3 separate regions of the Gossypium hirsutum genome follow, and regions 2 and 3 are each linked to region 1. The links are chromatin contacts, called in public Hi-C maps. All regions are on one chromosome and are shown on one strand. Each heading gives the region's core, a stretch centred on a gene start, on an enhancer-like site or on the middle of the called end of the contact. The rest is flanking DNA. Distances are from core to core; before and after follow the strand shown. Region 1 holds the start of LOC107945836 (cytokinin hydroxylase). Region 2 holds the start of LOC107942923. Region 3 holds the start of LOC107916712.

Evidence for each region. Hi-C and Micro-C count contacts between places; a contact is called where the count stands out from the background.
Region 2: a contact with region 1 is called in a Hi-C map of leaf, with 1.9 times the contacts expected there. The contact joins the promoter of LOC107942923 here to the promoter of LOC107945836 in region 1. A contact is called at or near these places in 2 of 34 Hi-C or Micro-C datasets (hypocotyl and leaf).
Region 3: a Hi-C map of leaf shows a contact between it and region 1, with 1.6 times the contacts expected there. The contact joins the promoter of LOC107916712 here to the promoter of LOC107945836 in region 1. A contact is called at or near these places in 2 of 34 Hi-C or Micro-C datasets (fibers and leaf).

The regions. Positions count from the first base shown.
Region 1 is chrD12:9,097,982-9,103,045 of Gossypium_hirsutum_v2.1, reverse strand. It overlaps LOC107945836 (cytokinin hydroxylase), which reads left to right and starts at 2,092. Exons shown (of 5, transcript XM_016879980.2): 1 at 2,092-2,561; 2 at 2,671-2,897; 3 at 2,983-3,224; 4 at 3,304-3,682; 5 at 3,836-4,275. The coding sequence starts at 2,273. The coding sequence ends at 4,258. It overlaps LOC107945837 (a long non-coding RNA gene), which reads right to left and starts at 1,788. Exons shown (of 4, transcript XR_001696748.2): 1 at 1,162-1,788; 2 at 982-1,044.
Region 2 is chrD12:8,881,617-8,886,680 of Gossypium_hirsutum_v2.1, reverse strand. It overlaps LOC107942923, which reads right to left and starts at 1,912. Exons shown (of 4, transcript XM_016876651.2): 1 at 1,726-1,912; 2 at 1,124-1,323; 3 at 984-1,047; 4 at 149-824. The coding sequence starts at 1,293. The coding sequence ends at 531.
Region 3 is chrD12:9,301,186-9,306,249 of Gossypium_hirsutum_v2.1, reverse strand. LOC107916712 reads left to right here and starts at 2,727. Exons shown (of 1, transcript XM_016846062.2): 1 at 2,727-3,531. The coding sequence starts at 2,907. The coding sequence ends at 3,170.

The sequences.
Region 1 (5,064 bases), core at 843-3,342:
TCTATCATTCAAGAACCAAGTATATCGACGTAAGATATCACTTTGTGCGGGAAGTCTTTGAAAAAGGAAAAATTCTACTTCAGAAGATTCCGACAGCAGATAATCCCGCAGATATGATGACCAAGGTGGTAACAACAATCAAGTTTAATCATTGTTTGAACTTGATTAACATCCTGAGAATTTGAGCACCTTTAGGTGTATGGCGCTCGAGAGCGCATTTGGAGGCACTACAAAAGATAGCTTTATCGAATTTGGGGAGTTGAAGGAAGTATGTGAAGATGTGATTATCCTAATCAAATCTTCAAGGTGGAGATTGTTGAAAAGTCAACAAAGGTAGGAAGCAACTTGTTAAAAAGGTTGAGCAAGTTGCACCGAATGTTGAAAAGTTGAATGGGATAATTGCAATTTTGGTCCCTAATTTTTTAGGCCATTTGCAAGTTAGTCCCTGAACCTCAACTATAAATAGGCCTTTTCATTTTTTATTTCAACCATCCCAACCAATCTTTCTCTCTTAGTTTTCTCTCTTCTCCCATTTGAGAATTCTTAAGAAATTCTATTTTTTTTGTAATATTTTGGAGATAGTAAAGTTATCATCTGGTGTTAGTGCTCGAGGACGTAGGTATAATTTACCGAACATCGTTAAAACTCTTGTGTTCTTTTTTGTCCTATTTTTCTTTCAATATTTGAGGGTATAATAGTAGTATTTAATTGTGCTATTAAATTACTATAGAAGGATATTCTGACTAAGGAAAGACTTGGTATTTAAGAGATCATTGTGATCCACCTCTCTTCCCTGGGAATTGAACTTTGTGTGATTTTTTAGTACAATAATTTACACGCTTCCGACCCTATTGGAACAACAATAGTAACCATATATTTTAATAGTGTCCTAAAATGGTGGAGGTATGGATGTACTTAAACCTTTCCTGGGTACTTAATAATGTCATTCAATGTCATTCAAAGCGTATGGGAGTGGCTTACCTGGGTTTTTAGTCGGGGGACTAGCAAACAGTATCGCCTTTTTTGTTGCGGACTTTGGTTAATCTGGACATATAGAAATCAGTTAATCTATGAAAGGAAAAGTATGACGAGTAGGGACATCTCGAAACAAATTTACAGTTATATTTCTGAGTTGGACGACATAGAAGAGAAGAAACTCACCTTAAAAGTAGATAGAGGCCATAAATATGTCGATAGGAGAACGAGTGTGGCAATTTACTTTGACGTAGCCTTCGACCAACAATCTTTCAGATTTGCTTTGGGACTGGTAGTACGAGATGTGGGGGGCGAGATCTTGGTATCAACGACGGTTCTTCATTCCGATGTAGCATCTCCGTTTACGACGGAGGCATATGCAGGATTACAACCCATGCGATTAGGAATTTCTATGGGTTTTAGTATTCTGGAAATAGTGGGAGATTCAAGAACTGTAATAAAGAAATGTCAAACTACATATTTCGATAGATCGGTTATTGGAGCACTCATCAGAGATATTCACAGCAAAAAGGTCCATTTTCAAGAGATTGGGTTTCATTTTATCCCTAAAACAGAGAATACATACACCTATATTCTTGCGAAAGAGGCACTAAAAATGGGAGAAGGCCATTATCTATTGGGTGGTGTTCCAGGTTATGTTCGCCGCGCACTGGAGAAAAGTTGGCCAAGGCTACCAGACTGAAAAAAGGAAAGTAGGCCTTTGTTGGAAATGGGTAACAGAAGACTAAAAGATTTTTTTGAAACCTACTATCATCAAAAGCTGGGACGGTCATGTGAAAAGACACTGACTTATGGTGTCCAGCTGTTGATTTCGACTGGTATATGATAGGATCAGGTTTCCTTTTTTTTTTTGTTTCATTCATTTTAAATTTCATGGGCCAATTTTGTGCGGATTTAGATCCTGTTGCTTTGTTCTTGTTTTAATTAGCTTTCTTTATTGGACTCAAGTCCAATGCTGTTGAAACTATTTGTTTTATTAAGGTTTAAGATTTTATAAAAGTCCACTCGAATTTTCAAAATTATATTTATATTTTTATTAAAATTGATATCACATTAACGTGTGACTTATAGATACGAGGCAAATATTAATAGATTTTTTAAACTATGTATACCATGGCCTTTTGGTTACTATAAATTTACTTCATTCCTAGAAATCATTAGTAAAACAACGAGGAAAGTTTTCATTCCCTTCAAAACTGTCCTCTCTTTTGACACCGATTTGATAAAAGAAGGCTATATATATATTTTTTATTTTCGTGTAATTGAGATCGCCGCCATGGCTGCTATGGTGGTGTTTCTGATTACCCTTTCGGTTCTTTTCATGATATTCTTGTTGTTTAAACTTGTGTTTGACACCATCTCATGTTACCTGCTGAATCCCAGACGCATAAGGAAAACCATGGAGAAACAAGGAGTGCGTGGCCCGAAACCCCGCGGAGTAACCGGCAACATGCTCGAGATGTTCAAGCTAACTTCACAATCGACCTCGAAAGAAATGGGAACCATCCACCACGACCTAGTTGGCCGGCTTTTGCCGCATTATGTCAAATGGTCTAAATCATATGGTATGTATATTTACGTATATTTTTAATTAATCTTCCCATACATGGCGACACTTAAAACAGGGGTTTTCGGTGTTAGTCTTACGGTTTTCCTCTGGGTATTTTTCAACAGGGAAAAGGTTTATATACTGGCATGGGGTGGAGCCAAGGATGTGTCTGACAGATACTGAGCTGATAAAAGAATTGATGACCAAACACCACCTTGTAACAGGCAAATCATGGCTGCAACAGCAAGGCTCAAAACATTTTACTGGGAGAGGTTTGTTAATGGCGAACGACCGGGACTGGTACCATCAGCGCCATATTGCTTCTCCAGCATTCATGGGAGATAAGCTTAAGGTAATCTAATTTAATCGAATCCAATCATGTATGTTTTGGGTTGTGATGGTTTGAAATTGAATTAATTCTTTTTTTGTTTCAACAGAGTTATTGCGGCCACATGGTGGAGAGCACTAAGCAGATGCTCCAATCACTGCAAAATGCAGTAAATTCAGGTCAAACCGAGTTCGAAATCGGAGCATACATGTCTCGGCTTACTGCTGATATAATCGCAAGAACCGAATTCGATAGCAGTTATGAGAAAGGGAAACAAATATTCTATCTTCTGACATCTCTGCAACACCTTTGCGCTCAAGCAAGCAGGCACTTGTGCTTTCCAGGAAGCCGGTGAGTATTTTCCCTTTTCCGATTCGGTCTAGGTAGTATGAAATGAAAGAGAGAATGTACTCATTAATTTCATTTTCAGGTTTTTCCCAACAAAATATAACAGAGAAATGAAGTCCCTGAAGATGGAGGTGGATAGATTACTGATGGAGATTATACAAAGCCGAAAAGATTGTGTAGAAATTGGTCGGAGCAGTTCATATGGGAATGATTTGTTAGGTATTTTGCTTAATGAGATGGAAAAGAAGAGAGGAGACCAATTCAAACTAAACCTACAGTTGATAATGGATGAATGCAAAACTTTCTTCTTTGCCGGCCATGAAACTACTGCTCTTTTACTTACATGGACGGTCATGTTACTGGCCACCAACCCTTCTTGGCAAGATAAGGTTCGAGCTGAGCTCAAAGAGGTTTGCAATGGCGGAGTTCCCTCTGTTGATCAACTCTCTAAACTAACTGTGGTAAGCCCAATTTTTTTTTTTAAAAGAAACTTCTTGTCAAGTCTTCAAAATAAATTTATATTTAAAAAATAATAATTAAAATTAATTTGACTTCATTTTAAAAATTATAATTTACACTTTAACTTATACAAGTCATTTTGTTTGATATTGTAGCTGCACATGGTTATAAATGAGTCATTGAGACTCTATCCACCAGCAACGGTCCTGCCACGGATGGCTTTTGAGAACATAAAATTAGGAGATCTCTTCATTCCCAAGGGACTATCGATATGGATACCAGTATTGGCGATACATCACTGTGAAGAATTATGGGGAAAAGATGTGAATGAATTCAATCCTAATAGGTTCAACTCCAGACCCTTTACCTCCGGTCGACATTTTATGCCCTTTGCCGCCGGACCTCGAAATTGTATCGGTCAATCTTTTGCTATGATGGAAGCTAAGATCATCTTATCTATGTTGATCTCACGGTTTAGCTTCACAATTTCACAAAGTTACCGCCATGCTCCGGTGGTTGTCATGACTCTAAAACCGAAACATGGAGTCCAAGTGCATTTGAAGCCATTGAATTCTTAAAGCAGGCTGATTTTGAAGTGGAATCCTTTGAGTAGACAATTTAGTTTTGATATATACTTACATTACTACAAGTTTTCGAAATCGAGATGTTTAGATAACCCATTGGTATGAAAAAAAAAAATCTAGAAAAAGGAAGTGAAGAGTGAAAACTTTTTTGTTTTTTTGAAGAAGAGTGAGAAGGGTTTTTAAGTAGTTAATCGAGGGTGCTTCATAACACACAACTAAACTATAGTTTAAAGCCACCTTTTCCGTCATTTTCTTAATTTAATTTTTTACAAGGTGCCCAGCTTTACAATATAAAAAAAAATAGATATATTATAATAAATATTGCCAACTAGTATTTGACAAGAGTAGGGACAGGATTTTATTCAATTTCTTTTTGGTATTTCAAACAATCCTTTATTTCTTAGCCACCCCATATCTGTTTCCACCAGTCCGTGAATATGCTCCTCCACTATAATATTTCCTTCTTTTTTATTTTTCCTTCAAACCTCTATCTATTTTCTATTATTATTTTCTGTCATTGTGTAAAGCACTGTGCACGAGAAATTCCTATACACATGCTCTCCCTTTTTTTTTTTTATATTAGTATGGAGTATACCTCTTCCTACATGGAGTGATTCGGTCCAGTTCAAACACATGTATAAAAAAAAAAAGAAAGAGTTTGAATAAAAATATAGATTTGAAAAATATATTTGGGAAAAAAATATATTTAAAAAATAGGTCAAACTTCGAGTAAGGTCTTTTTAGTCTTGAGTTCAGCCTGGCTTGAATTTATCAAAAAAAAAACTGTTTTTTTTTACTAT
Region 2 (5,064 bases), core at 663-3,162, 220 kb after region 1:
TAGATATTAAAATATATTCTGTACCATCATCAAGGATTGTAAAACGAATCCGCGCAACAGATTTGGATTACAAAATCTGTAATCCATGAAATTAATTCATCTTTGAATAATAAATATCCGAATCCATACCTCACTTAAAAATCAATGATAATCAAGAAATATATCATTAAACCATAGGTAATTTACAGAGCAATTTAAACTATGCAAAAAAAAAAATCAAATCACCAGCCGCAGGATCTATACAGATTTCTCCCATGGTGATCTCCCCAAAACAAATATATCAATCCATATTGACCCAAATCTTACATATATTTATATTACTAAACAAGCATTGCTGGATCCCTGCATGATCCCATGCTGTTAGACCCCAAACATATCCATATATACATTACTAAACAGAAATTCTCTCTTTCTTCCCCCCAAAATATATCCAAAACTTCCTTCTTAATCCTGGCTCTCTTTTTCCTTTTTCTGAAATGGTGCTGGCACTTAACTTCCTTCTATGTACACTTGGATTCTTAATTTAAGTTCTAAGGCGTAGCAGGGATGGAATTTTGGCGATCCCTGTTAAGACAATCAAATCCTTCCACTCTAACTGCGGCCGGTTTAAGGCCAAATTTCATCCTAACACACCCTCCTTTACGTGCCAATGACGACGGCGAAGATGGAGATGGAATCTCCAAAGTCGAAAGGGCTTGTGCAAGCCTTTCATCTCCGAACCGAGCATCTTGCACAAGTGGATTCGCAGCCCTACTTGGAGGCGACCCACAAAAAAACGGAGGTGATGATGCTATAGATTGTTCTTCTTCTGTCCCTAAATCCTCCTATAAAAACGACCAAAACATATATTAACAACCAACAGAGTAAAAACAATTCCATCTTTGAAAATAAACCATTAATATATGTGTTTGATACGAGTATGTAAAGAAAAATTAATTTAATCAGCAAGCAAGAAGAATCTTAAGATTGAATGATATTGATACCTTATTGAGGATGATATCAAGAAGGTCTGCACCAGCTTTCGAATCGCTTACCTCGGCTTGATGACTGCAATTGAAAGGACAAATCAATTAAACGAGAGTCCCTAAAAGCAGGTCAAATCAACCAGAGAACAAAATTAGACCTCATATGCAATCTCAATGGCTTGGTAGGGTTATTGGCGAGGACCTGAATTCGCCGAGGCTTGGTGCAAACAACGGCACCGCCCTTTTGATGATCAGTGATTGAGATAAACCCTCTCAACTCTTCGTAAGCCGAAACGGTGGCGTTCTGCTGAAGATTGCAATGATTCATCTTGAAAACCCAAAGCTTAAGAAAGAAGGCCTATTCAAACACACCCCCCACAGCAAATCAACACCAAGATTTCAGTTAAATCTTTAAAAAGAAAAGGAAACCCAAACTCAATAAGATTACAAATAAAGATCTTCAAAACTTGGGGTTAATTGCATTTTCAAAATAAATAAAAGAATGCCGGATTAATAAGAAATTGAAGGGATTAAATAAGAGATAAAAACTAAGAATGAGAAACCGATACTGGAAATCCAAACTGTTAGGGATTAAAACTTTTCAGATCTGTTATAGAAACGCTTTGAACTTTGACTAAGAAACAGAATAGTTTTTAACAGAATAAAACTAGGAAAGAAAAACAGAAACCCAGATCTGCACACCAAAAAATTGTGAACATATAAAAAATTAAGGATGGATATTTGAATTTTTTCACGTTACCTGATGGAACCCTTGGAAGAATAAAAGCACAGAAAGGGGGGGTGCCACGAGGAAGAAGAGAGCATGCTAAGGCGAGGATGAATTATATATTATTAAAGGTGGGAAGGGTACAAAAATTGTGATTTCATATTCGTTCTTTGAATTAGTAATTTCATTATTTGACTGCTTCAAACTTTTAAAAGCACAACTATGTGGCGAAAAGAAATAAAAACTAATATAAAAATATTTAAGCAATTTTTTTAAAAAATTTCTTATTGGGCTATGAATAATTTTATTAATTGGATTAACATCTTACACCCAAGTTTAAATCTCTAGGAGAGTATGCTTTAAAAATAAATTAAATTACATATATGATCCTTCTCATATTCCAATTCAATTCAAAATTTAAATAATAGTATTGTTGCATTTAGATATTTGTGTAGTGCTCATTTATGAATGAAGTTTGGATATTCCTCGAGCCAAATCGCTATTTTATATATTAAATAGTTTATGCAATTCAATTCTAGAAAAAAAATATGTTTTTTATACCATCTATTTAAGCTTATGTAAAAATTTTGACTAAGTTTAAAAAACCATAAAAACCATTTTTTTAAAAATAACAAATATTATTCTAAGAATATTTTTATATTAGGTAAACTATAAACTTAGCCACTTATGTATGGTTCAAATTATGTTTTGGTCACCAAATACTAAAAAAGTTACAATATGATCACTAATGTTATCGAAAGTTGTGATATGATCACTAACGTTATCAATTTGTTACATTTTGGTCATTAGCAGTCTAATAGTAAACTAATGTGGCACATTATATCAACATTTTCGATGAAAATTTTAGGTCAAATTGCACAAGTAGTTCTTTTTCTTTTTCTTTTTCAGCAATTTAATTTTTTTGTTTATTTTTTTAACTTTTCTTTTTCTTTTCCTTTTCCTTTTTTGTCCTTTTCGATCATTGTCCTACACCACCATTTTTTTTATTCCAATTGTCAAATGAAAGCTTCTATTACTTTTTTATTTTAGCCACACTAGACCGGTATATCCTTTTCCCGTTATCAACTATTGGAAATTGTAGATTGCAAATTTACTTATTGATGAGCACTTATTCAAATTTAGAAAGTGATGATTTATCATTCAATGGATACATTTCCATGGGACATATTTCTTCTAAGAATTATGTCCAACATGAAAGGCTATGACTCTTCAAAATAGGATCCATTGAGTGCGTATGAATAGAGGGTCTATAGTGCCCACAAAAATTATTACAATCAATCCTATTTTCAGAAATTAGAGTAAGAGTTAGGGAATTCCTCGATTTCGCTAATAAAAGGAAATTCAAAAGCTTCGTTGTATCCCGTGAGGACTTTTGTCTTAACTATCTAGCAACTTTGTGTGGGGGTAAATAGTTCTCTCTGGAAAGCGTCACCTGCGCCTCGAAGTCTATTGTTTAGTTCAATATCGCCTCTGGATCTATCTTCTCCGCTCAATATATTCAACATTCAAAGAGAACTAATTTGGAGATGGCGACGGAGACTACCACCGCATTCAAAGTGATGAACCAAGAGTTTGTGAAACTTGATCGATTTGATGGTTTAAACTTCAATCGCTGGAAGGACAAGATGTTGTTCCTTGTTACTGTCTTAAATGTGGCGTACATTCTGGATCCAAACCTACAACCCTTGGAGGATCCCACCCCTAATGCAAACCCCAAGAAAATTGTGAAAGTGGCCAAACTCAAAAAGAAACATGAAGAAGACAATTTCACATGTTGAGGACACATCCTCAACACCTTGTCTGATCGATTGTATGATCTCTACATGTCGATGCAATCCTCAGTGGAAATATGTAAAGCTCTTGAAGAGAAATAAAACATCAAGTGACAAGGTACTGATAAATTTTTAATGATGAAGTATTTTGAATTCAAAATGCTTGATAGTATCCCGATCATGGATCAAGTCCATGAATTACCAGTCCTTATAAGTAGGCTCCGTGACTTGAGAGTTGTTATTCCGAAATTGTTACAAGTCGGGGCTATCATCTCAAAGTTACTCTCGTCTTGGAACAATTATCGGAAGAAACTTCTACATACGGCATAGGACTTCACTATGGAGAAAATACTTAGTCATTTGCGTATTTAAGAGGAAACTCGAAAGCGTGATGCAGTGTATCTTCCTCAAAGTTCTAAAGTGAACCATGTGAACGAGTCTAAGAACTCTCGAAATGGTAAACGAAAGGCTATATCCAAGACCAAGGACGTGCAAGACAAGAAGAAAAAATCTCACAATTGTTATAATTGCAATAAGAAAAGACACTATATTAAAAATTGCAAACTTCTAAAAAAAAAGCAAGATGCCAAAACTTCTAAAGCCAATATGGTGGAGGACATGGACTTAGTGACCATGGTTACTGAAGGGATCGAGAGTTTGGAAATTGGTATGATTACTGAACTCAACATAGCCAGGACCGATAAGTCTTGTAACTGGTGGCTCGACTCTAGAGCTACTGTCCATGTGTGTAAAGACCAACAATAATTCAAGAGTTATGATCTAGTGGCAAACCGTAAAGTGCTTATGGGTAACTATCAATCGGTTAAGGCACTCGATTAAGGGACGGTGGAACTCAACTTCACATTTGGAAAGATATTAACTTTGACTAATGTGTTGCATGTTCCTGATGTGAGAAAGAATTTAGTTTCCGCGAGTATTCTGTGTAACAAAGGGTTCAAGATTATCTTGAAATTGGATAAGTTTGTCTTGTTAAGGGTGATATATATGTAGGAAAAAGATATTGTAACTAGAGTATGTTTAAGTTAAGCACTGATATGAATAAAGTAAATTCTCCTACTTATATTGTTGAGTCTTATACAGTGTGGCATGCGCGTTTAGCACATTTTAATTTTAAAACTTTACAATATATGCAAAAGAATGATTATATAAATCTAAGTAAAGATGAGTTTGTGGATAAATGTGAAAATTGTATTCAATAAAAAATCACCAAAAAGCCATCTCCTAATAAATGTGAAAGGAATTCGCAAGTGTTAGATTTAATTCATTCGGATGTTTATGAATTAAATGGAACTCTAACAAAAGGTGGAAATTGATATTTTATCACTTTTATAGACAACTTCTCTAGATTTACTTATGTGTATCTCATGAAAAGTAAAGACGAGGCTTTTGATATGTTTAAATGTTTTAAAAATGAGGCTGAGAATTTGTTTAGTAAGAAAATCAAAGTGTTTCATAGTGATAGAGGTGGTGAATATTTTTCAAATGAATTTAATATATTTTGTGAGGAATAAGGTGTGGTACATGAGTGTTTCGCGCCTTATACTCCGTAAAAAAATGG
Region 3 (5,064 bases), core at 1,478-3,977, 200 kb before region 1:
TATCGAGTTTAACACAAACTGGTGATATTCACCCAACATAGCGATGAAATCAACGATTTTATGATAAATCGATCCGTTGCCTTATTTTTTAAAATTATTTAAAATAAAATAAAATTAAAATTGAATTAAATTGAAAATATAAATACAAAATATAAAAATATAAAAATGCATAAAATGCTAATAATATTAAAATGAAATAACATAAAAATACGAGCATTAAATTAAAAGTGAAATAAACGAAATTACCGAAAAATCTAAAATGCGAGCTTCACCGAACGGGTTACACAAATTGAATTTTTCTTTTCTTTTTCTCTTCTTTTTTCTTTTTTTTTCTTTTTTTCTTTTTTTCTTTTTTCTTTTCATTTTCTGCTGGGCTGCTTGCTGTGGGCTGCTGTTGGGCTGCGCTGGTTTGGGCCGCTGCACTGCTAGGCTGCTGCTGGACAGGCTGGCTGTTGGGCTAGGGCCTGCTGTTGGGCTGCTGGAATTGGGCCTGCTGTTGGCCTGCCCCCTTTTTTTTTTGCTGCTTATTTTTTTTTTGCTTTGTTTTTTCTTTATTTTTTTGGGCTGCTTTGGGCTTCTGCTGGGTCGGGTCTTCTGCTCGGGTTGGGTTTTGAGCCGGACGGGTCGGGTCGGTTCGACCCGACTGCTTTATTATTATTTTTTCTTTTTCTTTTCTCTTTTTCTTTTTTCTTCCTTCTTCTTTTTTCTTCCTTCTTCTTCTTCTTCTTCTTTACGCCTTGGTTGCACCACCGTCGCTCCTCCCCTCTCTTCCTTTCTTTCCTCTTTCTCTTTCTCCTCTTTCTTTTTGCTGCTGAAATTTTTTTTGAAACTTTCTTTTTCTTTTTCTTTTTTGATTCGCCGGGGGGGGCCTTCGATTTTTGGAGTTTAAACTCCTTTTTATAGTTGGTTTTGCTTCTTTTTTGCAGGTAGCAAGTGGGGAAGGCCATGCCCTAGGCCGGCGGGAAATCGTGGGGCAGGTGCACGAAATCCACCTGATTATTGGGGATTTTCTGACAGAAGGACCAATTTGTAAATGAAGCAAAATTTTTGGGGCTGAAACAAAATTTTGAGAAAGTTTAGGGGTCAAAACGTAATTTTAAAAAGTTCATGGGTCAAAATGTAATTTTATGAAATTTAGGGGTTAAAATGCAATTTCAAAAAGTTTAGGGGTTAAAATATAATTTTTTATTTTTTGTATTTTTTTTGAAATTTAAAAAAAAACGAGCCGGACAAAATTCAGTGATTACAGTAAGTTTGCAGCTTGATCAATTATCTTTGAAAAGTTATAAAATAGTCATTGAATTATTTAAAATTTTTTATTTAAGTCACTAAATTATTAAATCATAATCTATTTTCTCTAAAAATACTAAAATCATTAAGGACGTTCTTAAAAAAAACCTAAAACAAAGTAATTTAGATTAGGTTAATTCATTAAAGGATAAAAAAGCACCCGAACTATTTTTTTTAAGCCAGGTGAAAATTATATAAATAATATTATTAATATATTATATTATATAAACATTAATTTAATAGTCACATTAGTCATCCATTAAAGATTTAACAAGTCAATACTTAAATAAAATTTTCAAATAATGTACTGATCAGTTTGTAATTTTAAAAAATTGAACGATCAAAATATAACCTATCAAATAATTTAATAAATATTTTTAATTTTTTAAATTTAAAAATTTACTAGTGACATATTTTTTTTAATTGGATTTAGAATGTGAGTGACATGTTTTTGGTTTTGGGAATGTTATTATTGGTACCAGCTCAAAATGAAGCCGGTGGCAGAGGACCAAACGACGGCAGCGTTTTTGGTAGCAGTGTTTAAATAGCATGTTTTCTAGAAAGTACCTGAATTCTGAGTTAGAACAGTCCAACGTATATAAAGGTGGCAATGTAAGAGTAGTTGGACGAGAATAATATATTATGTTTTCTAGTTTGAAGATGTATATAAAATCAAAAGGCGAAGGCATACGCAATGACGATTGCGGAAGCTTCTTAAACAGAACTTTCCATACATCCTGCGTAACCGTGTAACGTAAGAGATCACGGTCAAATTAATCCACCCTATTTTTTTTTTTGGATAATTCCAGAACCCCAATATAACTACGCGCTTCTTCTTTTTTATTAATTTATTGAAGTTTATGCGTTTGACTACACTACCCTTCCTGCTTTTTCTTTTTTAAATATCCTTTATCCTCTTTACTATCAATGATAATAAAAATTTAAGGTAAAAGGCAACAAAAAGGTTAGATAATAACTTTTATAAAAAACAATTTTTATAAGTGGAGTTAGAATTTTTGTCATGTATTCTTAAATTGTATTTTAAAAAAAATTAAATATTTTGTATATAAGCTATGAAAATATTTATCTTCAAAAATGGAATTAAGATTTTATCACATATGTATATTTTTAATTTTTGTCGCATGACAAAATCTCAATCACTTGTGAAGTTAAAATTTTACACAATTAATGTATTAAATAATTATCTTTTAAAAAATAAAAATAAATAAAACATTTGCTTATAAAAATTTTAAAAAATGGCCTTATTTTAATTTACAAAACCTAGTATACTAAGAAAGCATTAGATAAAAAGGAGGTTATTTTTGGCATTTCGGTTATAGGTAATATAATAATACAAATTGATTAATTGCAGCTGGGTCCCATTCCTGGATACAGCCCAGTTTTCTTTGTTGGATTAACGCCTATAAAATAGGGACTTGAGTTCCCATCAAATTCAAAGCACGCCTTCCTCCCTAACAAAATACTTCCCAATCCTTGCCTAAATTCAATCTATATTATTATTCTTAGAATTCTCAGCTGAAAACCGAACCCCGCCCCCCTTCAATCTATCAATACAGAAAGAAAAGAAAAGAAAAGAAAAGAAAAAAAAAGAGCAAATGGAAGGAAACAACTCGTACGGCAATGGATCATCCTGGGCAGACCAATGGGACTACAGCGATCCAGCGGCTTCCAACGGTGCTGCAAACAAGAAGAAAAGCAGCAGCGGTGGGGCAACCGCCAAGTACAAGCAGAAGGTCGGGGATGGGCTTGAGAAGACCAAAGCTGTGGCTTCAACTGGGATGAAGAAGGTCAAACAAGGAACCTCTTCGGGGCTTCAATGGATCAAAGACAAGTATCATAAAACTACCCAAAAGCACTAGGATTATTAGACTTTGTTTATGTTGCTTTTGGCTTTTCCTTAACTGCTTCTTATTTTATTCATTCATATATCCATAATGATTTATTCCTTTGTTTTGATGTAAAATTGCAAATCAAATCATAATCATTGATCTGTACTGCCTTGATGTAAAACTACGGTGTAATAAATGGATGTGAAGGGCAGAGGCAGTGGTCTTTGAATGTGAGATGTGTATGTATATGAAATCATAAAAAGCTGCATGCTAGGCAGCCAGAGAGTTCAGAGTACGCGTATGGTATGGCTGATGACGGTTAAGGACAACCCAAGTCTCTCTTATTATTTACATGTTTAATTCACTACTTCAATTATACGACTTTTTTACATTTTGGTGCTTAATATCTTTTTTAACAACTAGAACCTAAACTATTAATTTTTTTTCCATATTAGGTTAACTGTTCGTCAAACTAAGTTAATTTTAAAACATTTTTACCTCAACTATGTTTTTGGTACACATTTTAGATCTAAATGTTATATAGTTAAAAATTATTTTGAATTTTTTTTCTTTTACATTATTTTTCTCTCTTTATTTTTTTATTCTTTTTCTTTTATAATATCTAATAATATTAAAAATACTCAAAATTCACCTTTTTGAGATTGAGATGCTAGCGATTAATTTTGTTTTAAAATTTCACCGTCTCTTTGCTTGACCTGGCAAGATTGAAAAAGTTCCTTTATGAATCAAAACCAATGTTTTCAGAACTAGATTGGTCGGTTGAATAGGTTGGACTGGGAACCCGGTTGAGATACCGGTTGAACTAATTGACCCAATATAGCCTGGTTGAACCGAGCTAAAAACTTGGTTTAATCGGTTTTCTCTATTTTTAAAATATTTTTACTTGTATGAATTTTCAATAATTTATTTGATCAAATTGGACAAACTGGTCAAAACGGGAATTGAAGACTTGATAGATTCAACTATGTCACACCCTAAAATATAGGGGGTTAATCGTAATACATTAATAAGAAAATGTATACGGTTGAATGGTTGAGTGTTTAGTAACCTCCCTAGAGATCCAAGTTCAAGCTATTTTTTGACCATTTCTTTCCTTTATTATTTTTAGCAACTTAATATAAAAGTCACCTCAAGCCTAACAGTTAAAGCACTAGTATCCCCTCAAGTGACTCGAGTTCCAATCATCCAATCCCCCTTCCATTTCCTTTTTTAATTTCAACAAAATTAGGATATTTACCATGCCGCCCCTTAGGGTTTCTAAACCCTATGTATTTAACCATCTTTTCCTAATTAGACTTGGCATTTTGTTACATTTCAATTCCTATTAGAATTTTGCCGTCTTCTCTCTCTTTTTTCTTTTCTTTCCTCTTCTTTGCATTATATTTTCCATCTTTTTATTTTGTCAAGTATTTTTCTTACCTAAATAAAAAAAATCATCATTCAATCATTCTTCTACAAGTTTAGTAATTGTCGTCAATAACATCTCTATTCTTGCTAATAAACGGTAAGTACACCTCGTTCCTATGATTCGATTTAGTAACCCTGCCGTACAAATCTCCAACCTTTAATCTTTAATTCGATCAATCGATCTATTTGAAATATTGATAGATCTTTTGAAAATCTCGTCATTCTTGACGTTAATCACTAATTGTGTACATATGTCTAAAGGATCGAATTTAAGTGTATCGGATCAAGTTTGATCGTGAGGAACGTCAATCAGAACTCTGATGAAAGGCGTGTGATCTTTCCCAAGTGAATCAGTGCTTATCGTTTGTAGGATTAGGGCCACACAATCTTCTACATAGGTGGACCACATGGCAACCACACGACTATGTGCCTCTTAAAACCTCAGGCTAGTTCGTGAACCAAATGGCTATAGCTTAATCTTTAATTCGATGAATCG